2 separate regions of the Gossypium hirsutum genome follow, and region 1 is linked to region 2. The links are chromatin contacts, called in public Hi-C maps. All regions are on one chromosome and are shown on one strand. The core of a region is the stretch at or near the end of the contact, and the rest is flanking DNA. Distances in the headings are between cores, read along the strand shown.

Region 1 (5,489 bases), core at 1,402-3,901, 44 kb after region 2:
TTTAACTCCCTATATTCACTTAAATCCCTAAATTTCAAAAATTTCACGCTTTAGTCTCTATTACTCAAAATTTACAATTTATTCTACAATTTAATCCTTTTTCATTTCTAGTTTAATAATCTATCAATTTAATCCCTAATACTAAAATTGTTCAACATTAACAACATTTAAAAACTCAATCACTACTAAAATTTCAACATGGGTCGGGTAACCTTAGGTACCGAGATTTCAAAAACATAAAAATTACAAAAAAATAGACTAAATTGACTAACCAATTAAACTTTAAACCCTAGAAGACTCTAGGCCGTGCGTCTTTCTCCTTTCTCCTTTCTCTTTTTCTTTTTCTTTCTGGTTCGTATGTTCTCTTTCTTTATTTTTTTTTTATATTCTAACTTTTGTTTTATTATACTTTATTTTATTATTATAATATAAGATATATATATACATTTACTTAATAATTAAGATTTCATATTTTAACTTTAATTAATATAATATATAAAATAAATTTAACATATAATTTATAAATAATTTACTAATGCCGTCCCACTAAAGAAAGAATGGTATAATTACTTCTTTAGTCCCTTTAATTATTCTTTAATCTATAATTCAACTTTCACCCTATATGCAATCTAGTCTTTATACATAATTACTTTTAATTTATGCAAATTCACTTAATCGAAACCTAATTAACTACACAATTATCTTCGTAAATATTTTTAAGAGTCCGATTTACAGAAACAGAGTATCGGGAATGCAATTTTTGGAACTTGTGACTATCAGGTTGTTACATAGATATTGTGATATTTCTAGAATTTATGATTTAATGCCTAAAGTGCTATTGTTACATAGCATGATATGTGAATATTACATGTCTTCTACCAAAGTGGTACTCATAAACTGTTAGTGGTAATATTATTACCGCCCTACTGAGTACATGTTAAACATGTTTATTGTTAGTGTTGAATTGTTCTATTATAAAGCATGACATATTATATTGTATAGGGTGGGACAATATGTACGGAGGAAGAGTGATAGTTTATCTGTAAATATATAATGCATCCACAACCTAGTGACAGTTTTTATCTGCAAATGTGTAGTTTTCATTTAAGATTTTATGCTGAAAAAAATAAAATAAATTCAAATTCAAATTTTTTTATTTCCTTAATCAATTTTATACTAAACATATTATTTTATATAGCAAAATTATATAACGATATTTTTTTTTTTGAAAATCTATAAAGATATTATTATATAGAGAGATATTATAAGAGATATTATACCAAAATTATAGCTTTATAAAAAGATAAGTTTATGTGATAATTAATGCAGGTTAGTTTGTTCAATACTATTATGGTGATTTTGGGTTATTAAATTAATTGATTTTAAATCATTAAATTTTTTTTAAATATTATAAATAATTATACATGGTAATATATGAAATGTTTTCTTAAATTGTAAAATCAAATTTATTAAATGTATTTAACTGATAAAATGTAATTATATTTTATTTTTTATATTATGTTTAAAACTATTTTACAATTTATTTTGAAAGACTTAAAAGGTTAATTATTTACACAATTTTTTTAATTCTTATCTTAAAAAAATAAGTTTGTTATTATGTTTTAATTATACTCAATTCAATAAAATTTAAAGTAAATTACATCAAAGGTCATTCTATATATTTTTTTTATCAATTTAATTACTTTAATTAAGATAATTATTCGAATTAATCATCTTATTAAAATTTTCGTTAATTCACTAACAGATTGCTGATATGGCATATTAGCCTTTGAATGATGACAGGTGATTTTTTTTCTTTTTAACTTTTAACTAAAGTTTAGAGACATCTTTGTAATTGTTTCAACACTTTCTTTTTTTTCTTTTGTCTTCTATCTGTAACCAGCAATGGAAATCAAAACCCACCATTTTTTCAACAATGGATCTATGGAAACTATGAAGAAGGATATATCAACAATTTCATCAAAACTGTACAGGATCTTGTCAAATAGAGTCAAGTTGCAAAATAAGATCCGATGTAGAATCCAAATTTGGTGAACCTGTTCCCAGGTATTCTTATTTGACTATCTTCTCTGGTTTAATCTGGAATGAATTGAAGAGTAGGCATTGCAGGTTATCTCTCAATAGGATTTGGACGATGCTTCTTTCACCATGTTAAACGACAATCTAATTATGATGCTGCTCATTTTCTAGCCAATAATGGACTAGCTTGTAATACTGACACTAATTGGCAATTGTCTCTTCTCCAGCTGGCGAACTCCTGTCCCAATATCTCTATCTGCAATGCCATTGTTGCTAATGATATGTGGAGTTGGTGTTGTTTGGTCATTTGAAGAGAAGCCAAGTAGCATTTATGTAGCTTAGCTGTCAAAGTTGGTTAGAGCAGCTTGGATGATGATGATTGAGGTCCATTCAGACTGTAAGTAGTGACTATCATAATTCGTTAAAATTTGATCGAATTAATAATAAATTTAATTTAATTAAAATTTAATTAATAATTTTTTAAAATTTCGATTATCAATTAATTTAATTTGAAATTAAATAATTAATTGAAATAAATTTAAGGTTATGAATACACCAAATTTGAATGAGCAATTAAGATTGGGTGGTTATCCCAATGAGGTGCCTACCAAAGTTGAATTTGGAGGTTGGGATAAGTAAGATGGCGTTAGTTTGGCTTATTATAAGAGTGGGTAGTCATAACCCTAGAAAATCACCTCATTTCTTTTCAAAAATGATTTCTGTCCTTACTTATGACTGTATTCACGCAATCAATCCATCATTGTATCAGCCGTTTTGATTAGAGATCACACTACCACAATAACAAATTTTCAAAAATTATTAAAATTTCAAGAATCAAAATCTACATAAATAAATGTCTAAATTCTAAATTATTATAAAAATAGAAAACGGTTGTTTTTTTGCTTTTCTTGCTATCTCATTATTTCATTTAAGAAAATAAGTTTTTAAGTTATTTTTGTTGGTTTTTCTAATGTTTGATATACATTTACATATATTTTCTTAATAAGTTGTTAATTTTAATGCAGAATGTAAAATTGTAAGAAAAGGATGTTTGTATATAATAAATTTGTTTAGTATAGATGATATAGTATAAAATTCTTAATTATGTGATTGTAGGTTTGAATATTATAATCCATATTTTAGATTTTATTAGCTTATTACCTGTGAGATGATAACAACCATAATTTATCGTACAATAAGTGAGGAGAGTAAAAAGGAGGTAGGGAGGAGTAAGTGGTAGAGCCAAAAAGTTCTTTCTAAGGGCTAAAATTAAATTGTATATTTTTACGATAGTAAAATGTAAATTTATCATTTTAATAGTCTATATCTTTATAATTTTTAAAATTTTTATTATGTTTAGGGCTAAAGTGTAATTTTATCATTACTAATTTAAAATTTTATAAATTATAAAGGGCCTAAATTAAAAATCTACCATTTTAAGGGGGCCACTTAGTGGCTCCGTCATTGGTGGTGGTTTAATGGAGGGTGATTCACCTGAAAAGGTGGAGAGGCAGAAAGTGGTAAGAGAACAAGTTGATTGAGAGATATAGAAAGAGAGAGAACAAGTTTAGATGCGGAAAGGAGCAAGAGAACAAGTTGACTGAGAGATATAGAAAGAACGAGCACAAGTTTGCTTAGAATAACTTAAAGGTTGAAAACGTTGATCCCTTATCCATCGTTGAGAAGGTATTTAAAAGAAATGTCCTCTTATCCACTAGCTAGTGTGATGTGGCAGGTTGTTATAATAAAAGTTACTATCATGCAAAGTGTGAAGGATGTGCACCATTAGACCTATTTTGTTATGCATTCAATCAATACGAGGTTATTACACCCAAATGGGTCTTTTATTGTATTGAGAACGTGTTCACAATTAAAAACAGGTGTTCATCTCATTTTGAGGAGCAAGAGGGCTTGTCAGGAGTGTTTATCTAATGGATGGCCTTGATAATGGAAGGGTGCCACTCCTCTGGTCGGAACGGGCGGTCAACTAATACATTGTCTCAGGTGGAGTTAAATGGAAGGTTAATACCTTTGGTCTTGCTAACATGTGTCCAAGTGGTGGGGGGATATAACATCGTTTTTTTATAAGGTTTTATTTTTTAAAATAATTATATATTTTAAATTTTTATAATTTAGAAAAAAAACTACTTATAAAAAAAAAACTAAACAGATAGATATCCAAATTTAGATGAATTAGGACAATCATTTGTCCAAGTTTACTTTGAACTTAAAACTTTTATTTTTATTTTTTAAATTTTATACTAGTGTGATAGTGACATGTTAACTAAATTATCACTTTGATATTTGTATTATTTTTTATTAGTTTGATCTCTATACATTATTTATTTATCGGTTTAGCTCCAATACTTTCATTTCATAATCATTGTTACCCAAATCCAAATTTTCATTAACAAATTTGCTAAGCCAACCAATGACATGATGCTATGTGTTAATAAAAAAGTTAAAAAAATACTTGAAATTTTTAGAAAATATTAGAGAATTTAAAAAAATCTAAAAAACTTTGAAAAAAATCCAAAAAGAATCATAAAATTTTTAAAAAAATTGTATGTTTGGAATTTTGGTTTTTTTTAGAAATTTTTATAATTTTTTGATTTTTTTAAAAAAATTATATTGATGTGATGGTATGTTAACATTAAAATGATTGACTCGGTAGCTATTAACAATCACGTTTGAACAATAACAATTGTAACGGAAATCATTAATCAAATGATTTAATTAAAATGTTTTTGACGTATGAATACTTAATTGGATGCATTTTTCATGAACGACTTGATTTATTTATTTATTTTTTAAGGAAAATATTCAGAAGTGTATTTAGTGATTAAGCCAATTATAAAACAAACAAAGGATGAAAGTTTATGGAAAAGTAAAGAATTACCACTTTGGTATTTGTACTATTTAAAAATAATTGATTTAATACTTTCTTTTTTCTTACCTTTGTGTTATAACTAAAATATTACTATTTTTATTAATTTGGTCTCATAAAATTTTAAATCAGGTTGCGGCATTTGATAGTATGGAGCGATTTTCTTCAATGGAAAATATGGACATACAGAATGAAAATATCATTGAAGTTTAATTTGTGAGTTAGGAGCATGTTCATTAACATTTTCTTACTTCAGATATGCATCAATACATTGAAAGAAGCCACATAAATGGTGTCTTCCTGGATCCCCTCTCTCTACTTTTTAATTCCCTAATTTAACCTCTTTACTTAGCTAATTTCATAAATTCTATTAATTAAACTTTAATTTCTAAATTAAATCTCTTAATATCAAAAAGTAGGGTAAACTATCAAAATAGCTACTTTTATTTACTTCAGGTTGCATTTTAGTCACTTATGTTTGAAATGTTATGTTTTAGTCATTTACGTTGTCACATTGTAACATTTTAATCACTGAGCCGTTAATTGTCGATAACGGTGTAAC
Region 2 (6,149 bases), core at 329-2,828:
ATCTACTACGACAAATCTTCACTAAAACAACACCTCAAAGGACAAATCTCAAAGGAACACTCGGTTTGAGCATATGACTCACCATTTGCTCCCCATGGAATCAAGCAACGAGAACAATGAGCCATATCAAAAGCTCTGGATGGATATGGCATTTTTATGGTCCCAAGAACACCAATAACAGCAGGAACACCTCTTTCAAGGGCAAACTGAACCTGTGCTTCATGTGAATCTCTTGGCGCAAATGACATGGTAAGGACGTTTCTACTCCACAAATATGCCCCCCAACTCGCAACCTATATAAAGGAACCAATTTTTAAGATTTATACACCTAAAACAGATCCTCAAAGCTACAAATCAATAGATCATCTGAAAAACTTTGAAGAACATGACAGTATGACATACCCCACAACCGGTATCAAGTGCAGTCCTTACAGTCCCGTTCGTAATCGGGATCACAGCAGCAAGCTGATCAATATACTTATCCGCACCTTGTGGGAACTGCGTTCCTCCACCAGGGAACCTGAATACATTACCCTCATATTGGATCCAGTTCTGAATAGCCTTCTCTACCGTCAAGGCCTTATAGGGAGCATTAGCATAAGGCACATAGTCCCTACTCTTAGGCCAAGGAAACGGGGTCACGTATCCTTTAGGTGCCGGGACAAGACAATGCAACTTCTCTTCCTCCCTGGGACAATGCCTCTCCCGATAGATCATGTTGTCCCTGGGGAAAGTCATGGCACGCTTTTGATCTTGGCAAGGCGTGTAATCAACGTAACGAGGAGGGCAGGGCTGAAAAGACTTGATCTTTTCGGATTCACCGACGTTCCCCACTTCGCCGGCGTGATGGGTTTCGAAGTTCAACGACGGGATGATGTTACAATCGGCGCCGTGTTTGGTTATCTCTAGAGCTATGCTATCCCCTTTGCCGAAACCACTTCGTTGCCATGCTCCTAATATGTAGAAAAAACAACATAATCCAAAAACGATAAATATCTGCACCCAACTCCTTGTTCTACCATCCGCTGAATTCGGTTTCAGTGCCATTTTTTTAAAATAGTAACCTGCAAAATCATAAGCATCCAATGATGGGGACCAAAGATCAGTGGACTTAAACTAGCTAAGAGCTGATTTGAGTAAAAATTGAAAAAAAAAGAATCTTTAAATCAGAAGGAAAAATATAAACCCATGATGGAAGGAAGGAAAGAAGTGTCAGATGAGTTACCAATCGCATGAATAGATGAAATCAGCGGGTGAAGATCTCAAAGAAAAGAGAATTAAATGATGGAAGGGAGATTTTCAGAGCTTGGAAGGGAAGGAAAGGGAGAGACGTGTCAATAAAACACTGAAAAGTTTTTAAGAAAAAAAAAACCTGCTTTCCTCCAAAAGAAATCTTCGATAATATTAAACTCGAAGAAGAACGATCACCATGAAAACAAGGTTTAAAGAGAAAAGGGTTTTAATTATATAAATAGGGATTGATTGGGATAAAAGAATCCCAAATTTCGACTCTATCTTTTGTCTTTCAATTTGTCGTGAATCCTAGTTTTGGGTTTATAAATACAATCTAAGTCTCCTAATTACAAGAAACACAGAGATCTCGCTTTATTTTTAATCTTCCTTATGTTTTAGTTTAAATATAACCTCAGTCCCTGTATTCTTCAACTTTTTACAATTTAGTCTCTATTATTTCATTTTAAAATATAATCATTATTTGAATTGAAAACCGAAGTCCAATCCATGATATTATTAATAGGTACATATGATATTTAAAAAAAATTTATAAACCAACTAATAGTATTAAAGACATAAAGTGATTAAAGTTCAAAAAATTACAGGGACTGAGAGAACATTTAGACCTTATATTTTGGTGTTATTAAAAAAGACCGGGGTCGATTCGTTCGGTTCGGTTCCGGTGTTAATAAAAACGGTGCGCTAATACGCATTGGGAGAAGAGAGAGCAAAGGGGGACCCACGCGCTAAGAAAGAAAGGTTAGGAATTGATAAGGAAAAAAAGAAAAAAAAGGTGAAGGGGTGGGTCCCATGCCCCCATACGGATCCAGATTTACGTTTAAAGAGGCGGTGATTGATAATCAAGTTGCACATCAACTAATATGGAGCGTAGGATGGGAAATCATAAAATCAAATGGTGGTTAATGTAAATGATCATAAAATATCTGTATCAGACAACTTGTATATTGATACAGAAAGCTATTGAGGTTAAACTGCTTTGATTTGGTTTGTTGAAGGCCTAAGTTCGGACAATGATTTCCTTTTTCTTGTTCTTTTTTTTTTAACACACATAACCGAGTAAAGGTAGCATAAATACAAGGGGTTAGAAGTGTTATTATCCCTTTTAACCAGGACGGCCTAAATCCTGCCTCTCTGTCCCCTTTTTTATCATTTTATTCTCTTTTTTAATACCATGTCGGTGTTTTTACAAAAGAAATATCTAATGGAGGGTTAAATTATTTTATTTATTTTTTATTTTTTAAAATAAATAAAAGTACGTTCTTTTATAAAAAAATATTAATTTAAAAAATAGAATTGTTAAACTTAACAAGTAACGTCGAAAGTTGATAAATATTTTATAGAAATATATTAAAAAGATATTGAAAAATTCATAGTAAAATTTTAAAGCTGATTGTAAAATAAAAAAAATACATTATTTACCAAATATTAACCCTTAAATTAATAGTTTATTATTAAATAACTAATTTTTAATTAATTTCTCAATAGTATTTAATATACATTTGTAATTAACTCAGAATTTCTTAGATTCTAGTTGTAAGATCCAAATAAACAAACATATAAATATATAAAAGTTGAAAAATTAAATATCAACTTCTCTTGGGAAAAAAATAAAAATAATAATGAATTAACTTCCATCCATAACATTAATTAATGTAAAATTGTTTAAAAGATTGTGCTTATCCAAAACATTTGAAAACTCTCTAAAAAAAAACTCACATTATCTTTTTAGAGATAATGAATGAGATATGGAAGAGTAGTTATTAAATCACATAAAACTTTTTTTGAATGAGATATGGATGAGTAGTTACTATCAAACTCTCTCACACCCTATTTAATCTCCCAAAGTTAAAAAATTCCATAAATAATTATCCTAAACATATAAAGTTATTTAATTTTACATTATAAAATTAAGGACCACTAATATATTTAAAATATTTATTTAATAAATAAATATTCTAGCATTCTCCCATTCACCCGAATTTTATAACAATATTCTCAATAGTAGTATTATACATGATATATTTAAGTAGAAGAATAGATTCACACGAATCATGGTGGTAAGTTCTCATTTAACCGAATCTTTCTTCGATGTATTACAATGCAAATTTTCTTCTTCTAAATAAACTTACAAACATATCTAGATGTTGATTTTCAAGAATCTACATAACTAGCTAAATATGAGTTTTAATATCAAACAGCTTCTATAATGTCAAATTGCCTATATGTAAGTATGTAGTTTTTAGTTTCTTGAAGATATCTCATCATTTTGTTTGCAACTCTCTAATGGTCTTATCCTAAAATTGCTTTGATATCTTCTCAAAATTCTTACTGCAAATGCAATGTCAAGTGAACATACATTAGTCTTCCAACAAGTGAAGTATATAAGATATTTTTCATTTTTTTCCTTCTCAATTTTAAGTTTCGGACATTAGTTCAAATTGAACCTATCACCTTTAACAATTGGTGAAACACTCAATGAACAACCTTTCATTCGAAATCTCGTAAGAATTTTATTAATATAAGCTTTTTTTTGTGATAATCCTAACATGTGTGTAGATATAGTCCTATGGATCTTAATGCCAATGAGATAAGATGCCTCACTTATATCTTTCATATTGAAGTTGTAACACCCCCAAAACCTTATCCGTCCCTAGAATAGGATTACATGCATTACCAATCAATACAGTTCAATTATGGTCATTAATTAAAATAATTGTTTACACTTATCATAAATTTAACATATCGCCCCTTTAATGGGCCCTCGAAGCCCAATATGAACAGTAAAATCAATTCGGGACTAATTTAAAATCACTACAAATTTTTCTCAAAATTTCAAAATTTTCCTTATGAACAGTACCCACACACCTGTGTGGATTGCCTGTGTGACTCACACGGCCGTGTCACTAGAACACACGGCCATGTTGCTAGGTTACCGGCCGTGTTGAGAGCCCATATAACTCTCTGACTTGAAAGTATTATTGTGCAATTTTCACACGGCCAGTCCACACGCCCGTGTGCTAGACCATGTGGACTCAAAATGAGCCTTAAACAACAAATTTACCGGCACTACAACTTAATATACCAAATATTCCAATAACCATTCATTCAATTACTTTAAATTTCGTTCAAACCTACTCAAAACATGTCAAATTAGATATTTTATGTGCCTATATGATGAGTCGTTTTAAGTATTTCACCACATTTTCAAATAGTTCAAATTCATACTAATTAAGCTAATTCCTTCCATATACCATTACCAAATCTAAAATTCACTTATTTCACCTTTACATTCATAATTCAAAATGACACTCAGATGAATATGATATCCTAGGTACATGCCATTACCAATAAATAATATACCTTTCCACTTAGAGTTTGGGATTGGCCTGGGATGCTAATCCAACGATCTGACTTTAACTTATCCTGCGCATGGAAACAAACCGTACACTGAGTATGAACTCAGTGATATTTCTATAATCCGAACACTTAATAATATGAAAATATAACATTCACTTAAAAATCATATAACAATTACAATTATATAATTGTTCAATTCATATATAAGTCCTTTATAACTCATTCAATTTTTTCATCTACTAACCCGTATAATTTTCCACAATATGTTCACAATTCACTTGAACAATAATATTATTCACTTATATCCCTTTTAGAGTTACATAAATTCATGTGTTTCAATCATGTTTCAGTTTACTGTTCATTATCAATAAATAACATTCAACAATTCACATTTCAATCAGTAATCCATTTTATTCCAAGCTCAATATCAGTCAATATTTTTCAATATCAATAATTTTATCAATATCATTCAGTAACAATCAATTATTCAGTAGCAATCAGTTATTCAGTAACAATCAATTATTCAGTAACAGTCAGTCATTCAGTGCCTTTATTCACCCCTATTAACATGACTCAAACATTGATGGATACACGGATCCAACCAACACACCTATACGGCACTAAGTGCCTCATCGGCTTTGCCGAAGTAAACAACAACAATACGGTACTCAGTACCTCATCGGATTAAACCGAAGTAACAGTAACAGTACGACACACATGGTGCCTCATCGACTCGAAGTTGAAGTAACAATACGACACTTATAGTGCCTCATCGACTCAAGGTCGAAGTATCCCTGAACACTTCCAATCCTATGGCATGCCAATTATATCCGACTTAACCCGGTACTATTAATAGGGTTTTAATAAATTTTCAATATTCAATCAATACACATTTCAATTTAATCACATAAATTAGTAATTCAATACAATTCACTTTACTTTTTGATAATATACACTCAAATTTCACAATAATCACCTATTCATATTTATTTCATCACATTCCCAATCAATTTAATTTTCAATATAACATACATTCAATTTTCAATTTCCACATCAATTACATATATCCATATAAATTCAATAAATTCATCACATACCAAATCAATCCATTTCAATTGTAAAACTCAATACGAATAATTCTCACATTAATTACTTACCATAACATTTAATCAAAAAACAACAATTAAAAATTAAATTCACTTTTCAATTTCATCGAATGTTCACTCTAATTCAAATAATCATTTCAATGCACTTACCATACACATTAAATAATAATTTCAACAATTAAATATTAAGTTCAGATTATAGAAATACAAACTGTAATTTCCGAGCTAACCCTCGTCGACATTGTCTTTTTCTTTCTTAGCCGAGGTTTCCTGGCACAACGTTAACTTTTAAAGTTTAAAGCTTCAAATCCCTAGTTTTTCCTTTTTCTTTTCTTTTTCTCTTTTCTTTCTTTCTTTCCCGTTTGCTATTCTATTCTTTCTTTCTTTTTGTTTCTTTCTTTTCTTTATATATATATATATATATATATATAT

The links. A called contact is a pair of places that touch in the nucleus more often than the background predicts.
Region 1: a contact with region 2 is called in a Hi-C map of leaf, with 2.5 times the contacts expected there. The contact joins the enhancer-like site here to the promoter of LOC107957351 in region 2. A contact is called at or near these places in 23 of 34 Hi-C or Micro-C datasets (anther, callus, cotyledon and 5 more).

The regions. Positions count from the first base shown.
Region 1 is chrA05:44,658,015-44,663,503 of Gossypium_hirsutum_v2.1, forward strand. No RefSeq gene overlaps it. Among protein-coding and RNA genes, the nearest start is that of LOC107957352, 27 kb to the right of the region's middle. Within about 2 kb of position 2,652, at least 4 of the 9 cell types and tissues checked have an H3K27ac peak or open chromatin away from gene starts, as enhancers often do. A contact at or near this core is called in cotyledon and leaf, where this site is marked.
Region 2 is chrA05:44,614,772-44,620,920 of Gossypium_hirsutum_v2.1, forward strand. LOC107957351 (probable methyltransferase PMT2) reads right to left here and starts at 1,579. Exons shown (of 7, transcript XM_041112441.1): 1 at 1,226-1,579; 2 at 403-1,064; 3 at 83-293. The coding sequence starts at 1,047.